2 separate regions of the Mus musculus genome follow, and region 2 is linked to region 1. A link is a contact called in public Micro-C data. All regions are on one chromosome and are shown on one strand. Each heading gives the region's core, a stretch centred on a gene start, on an enhancer-like site or on the middle of the called end of the contact. The rest is flanking DNA. Distances are from core to core; before and after follow the strand shown.

Region 1 (5,236 bases), core at 2,237-4,736:
TTAGCTGACAGTGTTGGGAACACCCGCTCCTCTGGTCAGTCTCTGCTGTGTTGGTCTAGCTGATGTTCTGTAGGCGCTACAGTCATCTTAGATCCAACTTAACTTCCTGTTGTTTTGTTGTTGTTTTTTTGCTGACATTGATTCTTTCCACCACTTACATCACTGAAAAACGTAAACCAAATTAAAAACAAACAACAAACAAACAAACAATAGTAACAACCCTCCCCCCCTTTGAATTTAAGGGTTTTTTGGTCTTTTGTTTTGGTTTTGTTTTATTTTTCGAGACAGGGTTTCTCTGTATAGTCCTGGCTGTCCTGGAACTCACTTTGTAGACCAGGCCTCGAACTCAGAAATCCACTTGTCTCTGCCTCCCGAGTGCTGGGATCAAAGGCGTGCGCCACCACGCCCGGCTCTGAATTTAAGTTTTACATTTTCTGCTCTTAAAAAGAAAAAAAATCATTTAGTCTTTCCTATGTTGCTTCTTGGGAGTATGCCATCTGCTCACTCTGACCACTGAGTGAGGCAATCTTTATTCAGTCCACACTAGGGTTTCTGCTCTTGAAGCAAGATGGGCTTAGCATTTACTAATGTAGTCTTTAAGTAAAGCAAATTACTGTCTAGAATACAAGCGGGATTCATTCAATCGGCTGAAGGCCTTTCTGAGGGAGAGCAGACTGTCTGCCTTTAGAGTCTAAACAGAGTTTAGACTTGTTAGCTTCCATATTGTCTTAATTTTCTCAACACTTTTCCTGTTGCTGTGATAAAATCTTCCTACCACTTAGTGCAATGTATCACACGGCCAGAAAATTAGCCTGGCACTCTAAATAATGTTTTAACATTTCTCCTATCAAAGGTCCTTTTACAACCTGATGACTCCTTCCTTGGAAAAAAATTAACACACACACACATGGAGCCCTTAAGCAACCTAAGGCTCAAAGGGTTCATTTTGGTTCACAGTTCAAGGATCCAGTCTGTCATGGTAGGTTTGAGCTGGCCATACTGCATTTGAAGTGGGGAAACAGAATGGTGACTGTTGGTGTGCAGATTACTCCCCCCCCCCGCCCCCCCGCCACCCCCCCTCTGTCCCTTTATGCAGTCCAGGACACCAAGCCCAGGGAATGTGTCCGCCCATACTTGGGGTGAGTCTTCCCACCTCAATTAAACCTATCAAGATAATCCTTCACATGCCTGGCCAGAAGCTAACCTAATCTATACAATCCCCACAGGTAGACCCATAGACTTGTCTCACAAATGATCCTAGATCCTGTCCAAGTGATAATATTGCCCTCCACAATAAACATGTGAACCAGTTCCTCAAAACACATTTATTCTCGTTTATTCTCGAGTCTTTCTTACACACACACACACACACACACACACCCTTCTATTTCTCTGGAGAACCTTGGTTAGTGTACTGGGATATACACTGATTCTTTAACATTTTGAACAACTGCTCAAAACGCTTCCCATGATAGTACTCTTTTACAATCCATCAGTAGGGTCTCCACACCCCCACAGGCATTGTGGTAGTCTTTCGGACGTTCATCTCACTGGGGGTAAGGTGACATCTCATTATGACTGTAATCTATATTTTCTAATGTTTAATGATGTCGAGTGTCGTTTCATGTACATATTTTCTGGAAAATGTTTTAATTCTTTGCTTGTTATTGAGTTATTTGCTTTAAGAGTGTTGAATTACAAAAATTACTTATATAGCCTAGATACTAAACCTTTGTTAGATATGCAAGTTGCACATATTTTATCTCATGAATAAGGTTTGTCTTTTTTACTTTCTTAATGGTCTTCTTTAAAAGCACAGAAGTTTTTAATTTTTACATGGTCACCCTTACCTGTTGTTCCCCCCCCCTTTGTCTCCTGTGGCTTTGGAGACAGTGTTTCATGCCCACACCGACCTGGAACTTGCTGTGTAGCTGGTCTCTATCTTGAGCGCACCCTTTCTCTAGCTACACACCCTACCCAGATAGGCTGCTTTCTTGTAGGAGTTCTCGAGATGCTGAATTCCACTGTACTGAGTTAATCGTTGTGTGTGGTGTGAGGTGGAGTACTATGCTGTCTGTTGAAGTGGCTCTGCAGTGTGACCTAAAATAAGGAAGTGTGAGTCCTCCAACTTTGTTCTTTAAGATAGAGCTATTCTGGGCCCCTTGCTTCTCCATATGAATTCTAAAAGCAGACTGGCAATTCCTGCAGAAAGAGCCAACTGGGCTTTTGATGGTGGCTGCTTTGAATATGTACAGTTTGGGTAGTATTATTATCTTAGTGTGTCCTCTGATTTATGAATATTGGATGTCTTTCCATTTATTTAAGTTTTCATAATTTCCGTACTGTTCTATAGTTTTTGGAGTTCAAATGTTGTATTCTTTCCTTATAGATTTTTGTTTATTTTTTGGGGGATAGGGTGGTCTCCCTATATTTCTCAGGCTGGTCTGAAATGCCCTAACATGGATTCAAACTTGAGGTCCACCAGCCTCTGAGGTCCACCAGTCTCTGCCTCCCAAGTGCTGGGATTAAAGGCATGCGCCATCATGCCCGGCTTGTTTCTCATTGTTAATATACAGAAATGAAATTAACTTTTGTATGTTAACTTTTCAATTATTCCATGTTGAATGTGCATGTTTGTGTCTGTGTGTAAGGGCAGGCATGCATGTGGAGACCTAAGGACAACTTCTGGGAGTTGGTTCTTTCCTTCCACCATGGGTTCCAGGGATGACACTCAGGTCTTTACGCTTGAGTAGCAGACATGTTCACCTTCTGAGCACTCCTCTGGCTTATGTTGTCTTCTAACCCTATGAACTTGCTGATCTTGGTTATCATTTCAAATAGGTTTTCTTTGCATGTACAGTTTTTGAAGATGGGTTAGAGTCTTAGGTAACTTTTAATATTCTAAAGCACAGGCAAAGTTTAGCACAATAATCCAACTGCACGATACACACCCAGAGCTCACCCTGCTAATCCCTCCCATCGGAGGGTGGTGCCCCTGCTCTGGGCATAGAGCATGCAACACGCCTCTCCACTGACAGCCTACATAATGACTAAGAGGGGTAAGTCCCTGCTGTCTCAAGTCCATGGTGAGACACAAACTTCTCTTCCACAGAATGCTGTTATAAAGAGAGCTGAGGTCACAGCCCCCTTGTCTACTTACATGGGCACAAACAGGTGAGGGTACCATAGAGTCTGGACTTACTATTCTCAAAGTAAAAGGACTTCTGTTTCCTTCCAAGAGAAACTGTACTCTTAACTGATCTCTGCCGAGCTGCTCTCTTCCCCAACAACCTGGGGCTCTGTCCCAAGGTGCCTTATTTTGAAGGGCAATCACGGTCGTTCTCACAAAAACTGCTATGCTTGATGCAAATGGTGACTGTTTCCTATCAGACACATTTTGCTTCAGCCAGCCATCACTCAGCGATGCTTTACATCTCTCATCTGTGAGTCACTGACTTGAGAGTGCAGCTGCCCAGAATACCCAGGCATATGAAAGGATCAAAATACCACACTTTGATTGATTCAGAGAGTTATTTTCCACCACAGGCAGCCTGAGAGCTTCTGCCTTGTCTCTGACTAATTGGAGATGGGAAGGAGCAGATCAAGCCACTCGCTGCACTTGGGAGACCATCTCTCCTCCCCTCAGGCACAAGATCCCAGGAGTAGAGCCCTGTGTGTGCGCTCCACGCCGAGATGCGTCCAGAGGACGCTCATCTGAGTGTAATCTGGGTATCAGAGTCATCGTTTGAAGGGATCCTAGAATTTCGGTTTGACAAAAATCGAAAAAAAAAACATTTTAGAAAGAAAATCGGATTTGCGTGTAAATGAAGAATATTCCTGAAAAGAAAGTCTGTTACGAAACTGAAATCTGGAGACCGCGGTGGTGCCAGTTTGAGTCATCAGTTCCCTCTACACCCTAATAATCGTGGGCTCTTTGATCACAATGACTGCTCAGGGTGATGCTTTTCTTGTTTGCTTTTTTTCAGTACTTCATTGTGTAAACAGGGCTGTCTCGCTACTGTCTTGCAAACATGTTTACATTTGGGGATCAGAGGGAACATCTGTTAGAAACAGATTTTATGCTTTTCTGTCAACTTGGGGGAAATCTGAATCGCATTTCCTGGTAATATTATTTTAAAAGCTCTTGGAGGGTTAAACAAACTTCTACAGGCAGGACATTCGCCGGCAAAGTGTGGTTGCTCTCCGTGTCTATATCTAAAACTCGGTCCTGAAAATATTCAGATGAAGTAACTATTAACCAAAGCAGGTATTAATTACTCTCCATTTTCCTAAATAGCAGCAGGCTGATGAGCTAAGTGACCTGGTCAATGGGAAGGCAGCAAAGAGGGGATTACAAACTGACCCTTCATCAGCACCTACAAAATCCTCAGGTCTCAAAAGTCCTCTGATATTATTTCCAAAAAAAGAAAAAAAAAGTTACAATTCCTCACACTGTTCTGAGATTGCTTATTCTGGGGCAGACAAAGGAGAAGCTGGGTGGCAGTCACAGAAGCCATCAGGTTCCTTGTCCACACCCTGCATCAGAGATGTGGGCTAGGTGCCCTGTGCAGGGGCAAAGCCTAAAGGAGAGGACAATATGAGGGTTCTGGGCAAGAAAACTTCCAAACACATCAACGGCATCTGTTTCTGTGGCACCTATGGTAGCGATACCTATACGAGGGCCTGGTGGCCTGGCAGGATGGGGTAACTCATTCTGGCTTTACAAATCAAGGCAAAAGTGTTGTCCTGAAGGAAGAGGAGATTCAGGCAGTGAGGCCCTTCCACCCAGGCAAGAGGGGCTCACTCTAGTTCAGCCAGACCAGAAAGCCCCTTCACCCTTGTCCTCCATGAAGTCTTCAATCCTCTCTACCTTCAGTGTCCCAGAATTTCCTCCCAATGGGTCCCAAGAAAGACTCAAAGTTCTGTGGATGCCATTCCTCTGAGTCCTTCCTCCTTCATAGGTATATCAACCTGAAAGGCAAGCAACCAGCCAGGACAGCTACCCTGAGTGGTACATTGTGTGTGTGGCCTGGAAGTTCTCCAGCATGCAGGACAGCACAGTGTGGGAACAGGAGGAAAAGCAGGAAAGAGCTGTTGTATATTGGTTCCCACACTACCATGTCTCTAGTTAGAACTCTAAATGCCTGACTATTGTAAGTTCAAACCCTCTCTTCTGGCCTCTGAAAACTCTCACACCATGGCAGAAGGACCACAAACATATCTCAGATAATCCATT
Region 2 (5,288 bases), core at 872-3,371, 170 kb before region 1:
GTAGGGCAGACCTGGCATCTCCAGCTCACAGCACTATCCTGCCAGTTCTGTGAATGGAAGCATGCTCATTGCTTATGAGGTTTTATTTAATTATTCTGAACTCAGTTCACTCCTCTAGCTAGACAGGCCCTGGGAATGACACTCAGTTTCCATGCTTAGTGGCTGCCCCTTTTACCCGAGGAACCACCTTGCCAGCCCAGAAGTGAATTCTTGAAGCCACTGAGACCCGCAGAGGACTGTAACCCCAGCCAACACCCGATCTGAGCCAGAAATGCTCATGAGGGCCAGCTCAGTTCCTGACACACAGAACGTGTGAGAGCTGTTGAATGACCACTGCTACTGTAAGCCATTAAGGTTTAGGCACGATTCCTACTTTTAAGTCCTTCACAAGTCAAGGTAAATATTTTTAAAAGAGAGGATGGCAGGGGTGGGAGAGATGGCTCGATAGTTAAGAACACCTGCTATTCTTCCAGAGGACCCAGGTTTGATTTCCAGCACACACACACACACACACACACACACACACACACGAACATACATGGCAGCTCACAATCATCTGTGGCTACAGTTTCAGGGAATCCAATACCCTCTTCTGGTCTCTGTTGGCCCCAGACACACACGTGGTACAGACAGACATACACACAAACAACTATAAAATAGAAATAAATAAATAAAACTCCACAACAATGAAGAGAGGATATCACAACTCTGGAGGTGTCTTCTCTGTTGTTTAATTTTAGTATGTATTATTTTGTAAGAACGGCAACTATGGAGACCTGATGCAGGGAGTGGTCCTCATCTATAAACACAAGAAGTGAAGGTATGGAAATTAGGAATTCAAGGTCATCCTTAGCTACAAACTGACAAACTGAGTTTAAGGCCAGCATGGGCTACTGAAGACCCTAATTGTTTTGTGTGAAAACATTGACTTTGTGTCTGATGCAGAAGCTGAGAGCAAGCCCAGGCTCTCTCTCTCTCTAGGGCCTTGTCAGTCTCCATGGGGTTTGGAGTTCAGGTCGGTGACATTTTTAAAAAATGATTTATTTATTTTATATATTTGAGTACACTGTCACTGTCTTTAGACACATCAGAAGAGGACTTCAGATACCATTACAGATGGTTGAGAACCACTGTGTGGGTGCTGGGAATTGAACTCAGGACCTCCGGAAGAGCAGCTGGCGCTCTTAACCACTGAGCCATCTCTCCAGCCCCAGGTCTGTGACTTTTAACAGCTTCTCTCTGCCCTTCCTTGCTAAGGCGGTGCTGATGGTTTGGGAACTTCTGCAGTTACATCTGTTTCTGCAACTCCTGCACAGTTATGACCTCAGCAATCTTAGCACTTGGGAGGAGGTGGAGGCAGGAAGATTAAGGCCACCCTCAGAGGCCTGTGGAGTTCCAGGCCAGCCCAGGCTATTAGACCCAGCTCAGGTTGCTTAGGTTTTTTTCTCATATTCAATTTCTTGGCTTGGCCAGCAGATGGCAATGTAAGCCTAAATGTCATGTGCTAGGCTAACCTTTAATACTAACACCAGTCAGAGAGGCTAAACTTACAAGTGTATGTCAGTCAGGTGTGTTGTGTTACACCTTTAATCCCAGCACTTGAGAGGCAGAGGCAGGTGGATCTCTGAGTTTGAGCCTAGCCAAGGTTAAATACCGAGAGCTTGTTTCAGAAAAACTCAACCAACACCCCCACCCCTGCAAGAAACCAAAAAATTGAAAGCGGCCACATTAAATAAAGTAAAAACAAAACAAAACAAAACAATCCAGGTGAGTTTCATTTTAAGAACATGTCATTTATCCCAGTGTATAAAATATTTCTAATGTAATCTATACAAGTTATTTACAAAAAATTCAATGATGAAAAATTAAAATCTAAAGCACATTTTATTGTTCCAGTATTGTTCCACAATTCAGATGGGTCCCCACAAAAGGCTTGCTAGACATGTGTAGGACGTGCCCAGGAATCTTACAGATCTCTCAGGAAAAAGAGTCACTGGAGAAAGCATGTGGGCCTGGGTTTATTGGTGAAGAAAGCAACTTCCTGTTAGGATTCAGAGGGTGGAGTGTTGAGTCTGTGTTCTTTAAGAGGTCAAGGGTATGGCTAGTCTGCCCTGAATCTGGGAGTTATCTGTTGGTTGCATCAGATAGTCATGAGGCTCAGTCCTGGTATTTGTGCCCAGTTGATCACCATGCACAAAGGTAAGCACACTAAAGAATCATTTGCCTTTCCTAGGGCCGGGTGAAAATTCTGTCGGGTTACTTCCTAGCTGTGCACTTACTCCATGTGGCACTTACTATGCCTCCCATGTGGTGAGTGCAGGCAGGACAAATGGCTCCTTTGCAGGCTGTTGGAAAGGCCTTTGCCTGTGGGGCTGTTTCTCCTAGGCTTCCAATGATACAGTGCACTGTTTATCTCCATTTTCCAAGCTTTGGATAACAGACACTCAGATCCTAGATGGTGCCCCAGCAGCACACAGGTCGTCAGTTGGAGACATAGCACCTGGGCATCACAAAAGCTGTGCACCCTTGGGGCTCAGGGGACTTCTATTTCCACTGACAGCAGAGCCATCTTACTTCAGCTCCAGACTGTATTTGCTTACTTGCAGAAAGAAAACATGCCACAGAGCAGATCACAAGGAAAGTCTAAAGGGCTTCCGCACCGAGCGCTACTGTATTTAAAGCCATCTAGACAGCAAACACAGACCAGGTAGACAGGATGGAAGGTTGGCGGGGGAAAGGGAAAATCAACAATGGCAGTGTCAAAGTCCTTGGAGCAAAAGCAAACCACACATGGAATTTCATCAGGGATTGTTGCAATCGGGCTTCGTTTTTAAAGACGGTCAGTGGAGAAGAAAACAGTCAGCCATACATCTTCTTCTCTCTCAGGGGGAAGGGAGCCCTCACTCTTGTGCTGGGTTCTGTTTGTAGATCTGCTAGCCACACAGCAAGGAGGAACTTACACTGACCAGCAGGTGGGAGCACCTGCCTTGTTCCTCAAGGGATGCGGAGGCTCAACCTCAGCCCTCGGCTGTTTCCAAGGCAACGGGCGGGCATTCCTGGAGATGAGGGGCAGCCCTGGGCCTTTCCAGAGGAATATTTTCACAAGCTTTTGTGTGCATCCATGTACCCCACACAGGGCTGAAAACTAGGTAATGTGACAACGTCTTGGAAAGCCGACCAGCTGCGAGAAAGCTCACGCCTCTGCTCTTTCCTCCAGGAGATTAATACAACGTACACAAGCTTGTACAGCTTGCTGTTTGAGTCAGTGCTCCTGCCTAACATATCCTTCCAGACGGTACTTCTCATCAGAGGTGTTTACTCTCTGGGTCCCCAGAGACAGCACAGAGTAGACAATATGACACAATGAAACATTCTGCTAACTCTCGCCCCCACCTGTCCGAATAGCCTGCTGTTATGGCCAGTGGACTCTGGGCAGGGAGGCTGCACGGTAGACAGGCCTGGGAGATTTGTAGGCGATGAATCTCTTTAGTTGTGGACTGCTTTGGTTTTTGGTTAAGGCTTGGAGACAGAGGAATAGTCACTGAGTCAGCAGGCCAAATGTGAAAGAGGGTACTATTGGCCACTGCTGCGGTTTGCACAATATGTTCCTGTTGGTCATACCAGTCTTGCCAAAGTGCTGACTCTCTCCCTGCCTCTGGAACCCACAGGAAGTGCAGGATTAGAGGTCATTTTTCAGTATGGGACCTACACTGCTCGCCAGCAATGCCCGGAGGAAGGTTAGACTTTGTGGGAGTCCCAGCTTTTTAGCAGTCTGTGAAATCAATTCCTGCAGTTTGTAGCCAGGGACCCCTGACCTAGAGATGGCAAAGGGCAGAGAACCTTCTGCATGAGACCTAACCTGCCTTCTCGGCACACTTACATGGCCAGAGAGAAAACCTAGACAGGGAGGCTGGGAGATCACTGCTGCCTAACGACTGCCCACATCCTGTAGCCTAAACCATTTCCCTCATTTCAATTAAGATATCACTGAAAAGCTAATTTCCTATAAAGAATTCAAAGATGAGACAAAAGAGGAAAAGTTCCTGCTCTTAAGCAATGCTTATTCTGCCCTGGTGCATTTCTCTACAATGTTTGCTCTGCACAGTTTTTATGGAATTGTGACAGTGACACTCTGCCCATCTCATCCCACCAAACTTTTAGGCACACATTTCACTTGCCCGTTACCTCTGGTTTGCTGGGCAGAGACTACTGAAGGAGGAGGGTAGAGAAGTAGATTTGGAAGCAAAAGCCAAAACCAAGAATCTGTTTCTTCTACGAGTCCCAGGAGCAGAGCGGCCTGTGGAACCTTTCCTGCTTTGATATTTTGTTCTCATCAGACATGAGCTGAAGCCACAGGCGTACAGGGCCAGGCTGAGTGGGCACCCTGGAGACCATGGCAATGTACTGGCTCTCCAAGATGCTTCTGCGCCATGTTATCCCCAGGGTATCTGAGATTCACTCCTAAGACCACAGGAATTAGCATTGTGGTCCCAGGAAATCCATTCTCTCTGTTCCAGACCTCTTGAGGGTCTGTGAGTCAGAGATAATAATTGCTCCACTCAGCTTCTGGGCTTGCTATGAGAAATAAAATCGGGCAATAGAAAGGAATTGCCTTGTGAGCGAGGTGAGGCACATCTTTCTTTGTCATATGGTTTCCTCTTCCAGGCATATAACATTAGGAATTCCAAACACTGAGCATGTTCTAGACAACATGAAAACACTGTTTTAATCATGAATACAGTCGACTCCTATGCTGCCATTCAAAGCCGTCTTTTTATTAAGCAGAGCAATTACAGGCACTTGTAAAAACATGCTTCATTTACGGAACCACAGAAATAATTGTAAAAATCTTACACAGAAAGCTATCCAGTCAGTTGGGAAGAAGAAGGGGTTTGGTGGGAAGGGGCGGGGGGATGAGAGATGGTAATTGGGGTTGAAAACGATCAAATTATTATATATTTTTTGGATTTGACAATGACACTGTTTATTTGTCCCCAGAACTTTGCATGGGTCACATCATGGTATTCATTACCAGAATCCACATCAAGACATGTAACAAAGTGACCTTCGAATTAGAGCTGTGGGTGCATGTTTCAAATTTTTAAAAATAAACTTTATTATAAAACTAAATGTCTTAGTCAATGGCTTATTGCTGTGAGGAGACAGCATGACCATAGCAACTCTTCTAAAGGAAACCATTTAGTTGTCCTATCCTACAGTTTCAGAGGTTTGGTCATGGCAGGAAGCATGGAGGCTAATGCTGGAGCAGTAGCTGAGAGCTCTACAGA

The links. Hi-C and Micro-C count contacts between places; a contact is called where the count stands out from the background.
Region 2: a contact with region 1 is called in a Micro-C map of muscle stem cells, with 3 times the contacts expected there. The contact joins the promoter of Bach2os here to the enhancer-like site in region 1. A contact is called at or near these places in 11 of 39 promoter capture datasets (the 3T3-L1 cell line, 3T3-L1-derived adipocytes, the C10 cell line and 6 more), 10 of 484 Hi-C or Micro-C datasets (B cells, the C2C12 cell line, CD4 T cells and 5 more), 3 of 115 datasets of contacts at active chromatin or transcription factors (CD8 T cells, Th17 cells and memory CD8 T cells) and 3 of 9 other capture datasets (adipose tissue, embryonic stem cells and liver).

What each region holds. Positions count from the first base shown.
Region 1 is chr4:32,403,996-32,409,231 of GRCm38.p6, reverse strand. It overlaps a transcript of Bach2 not described here. Among named protein-coding and RNA genes, the nearest start is that of Bach2, 11 kb to the left of the region's middle. Within about 2 kb of position 3,486, at least 78 of the 459 cell types and tissues checked have an H3K27ac peak or open chromatin away from gene starts, as enhancers often do. A contact at or near this core is called in the C2C12 cell line, CD8 T cells, Th17 cells and 3 more, where this site is marked.
Region 2 is chr4:32,568,495-32,573,782 of GRCm38.p6, reverse strand. Bach2os (BTB and CNC homology 2, opposite strand) reads left to right here and starts at 2,121. Exons shown (of 5, transcript NR_026843.1): 1 at 2,121-2,199. The region is part of intron 3 of Bach2 (BTB and CNC homology, basic leucine zipper transcription factor 2); the gene reads right to left.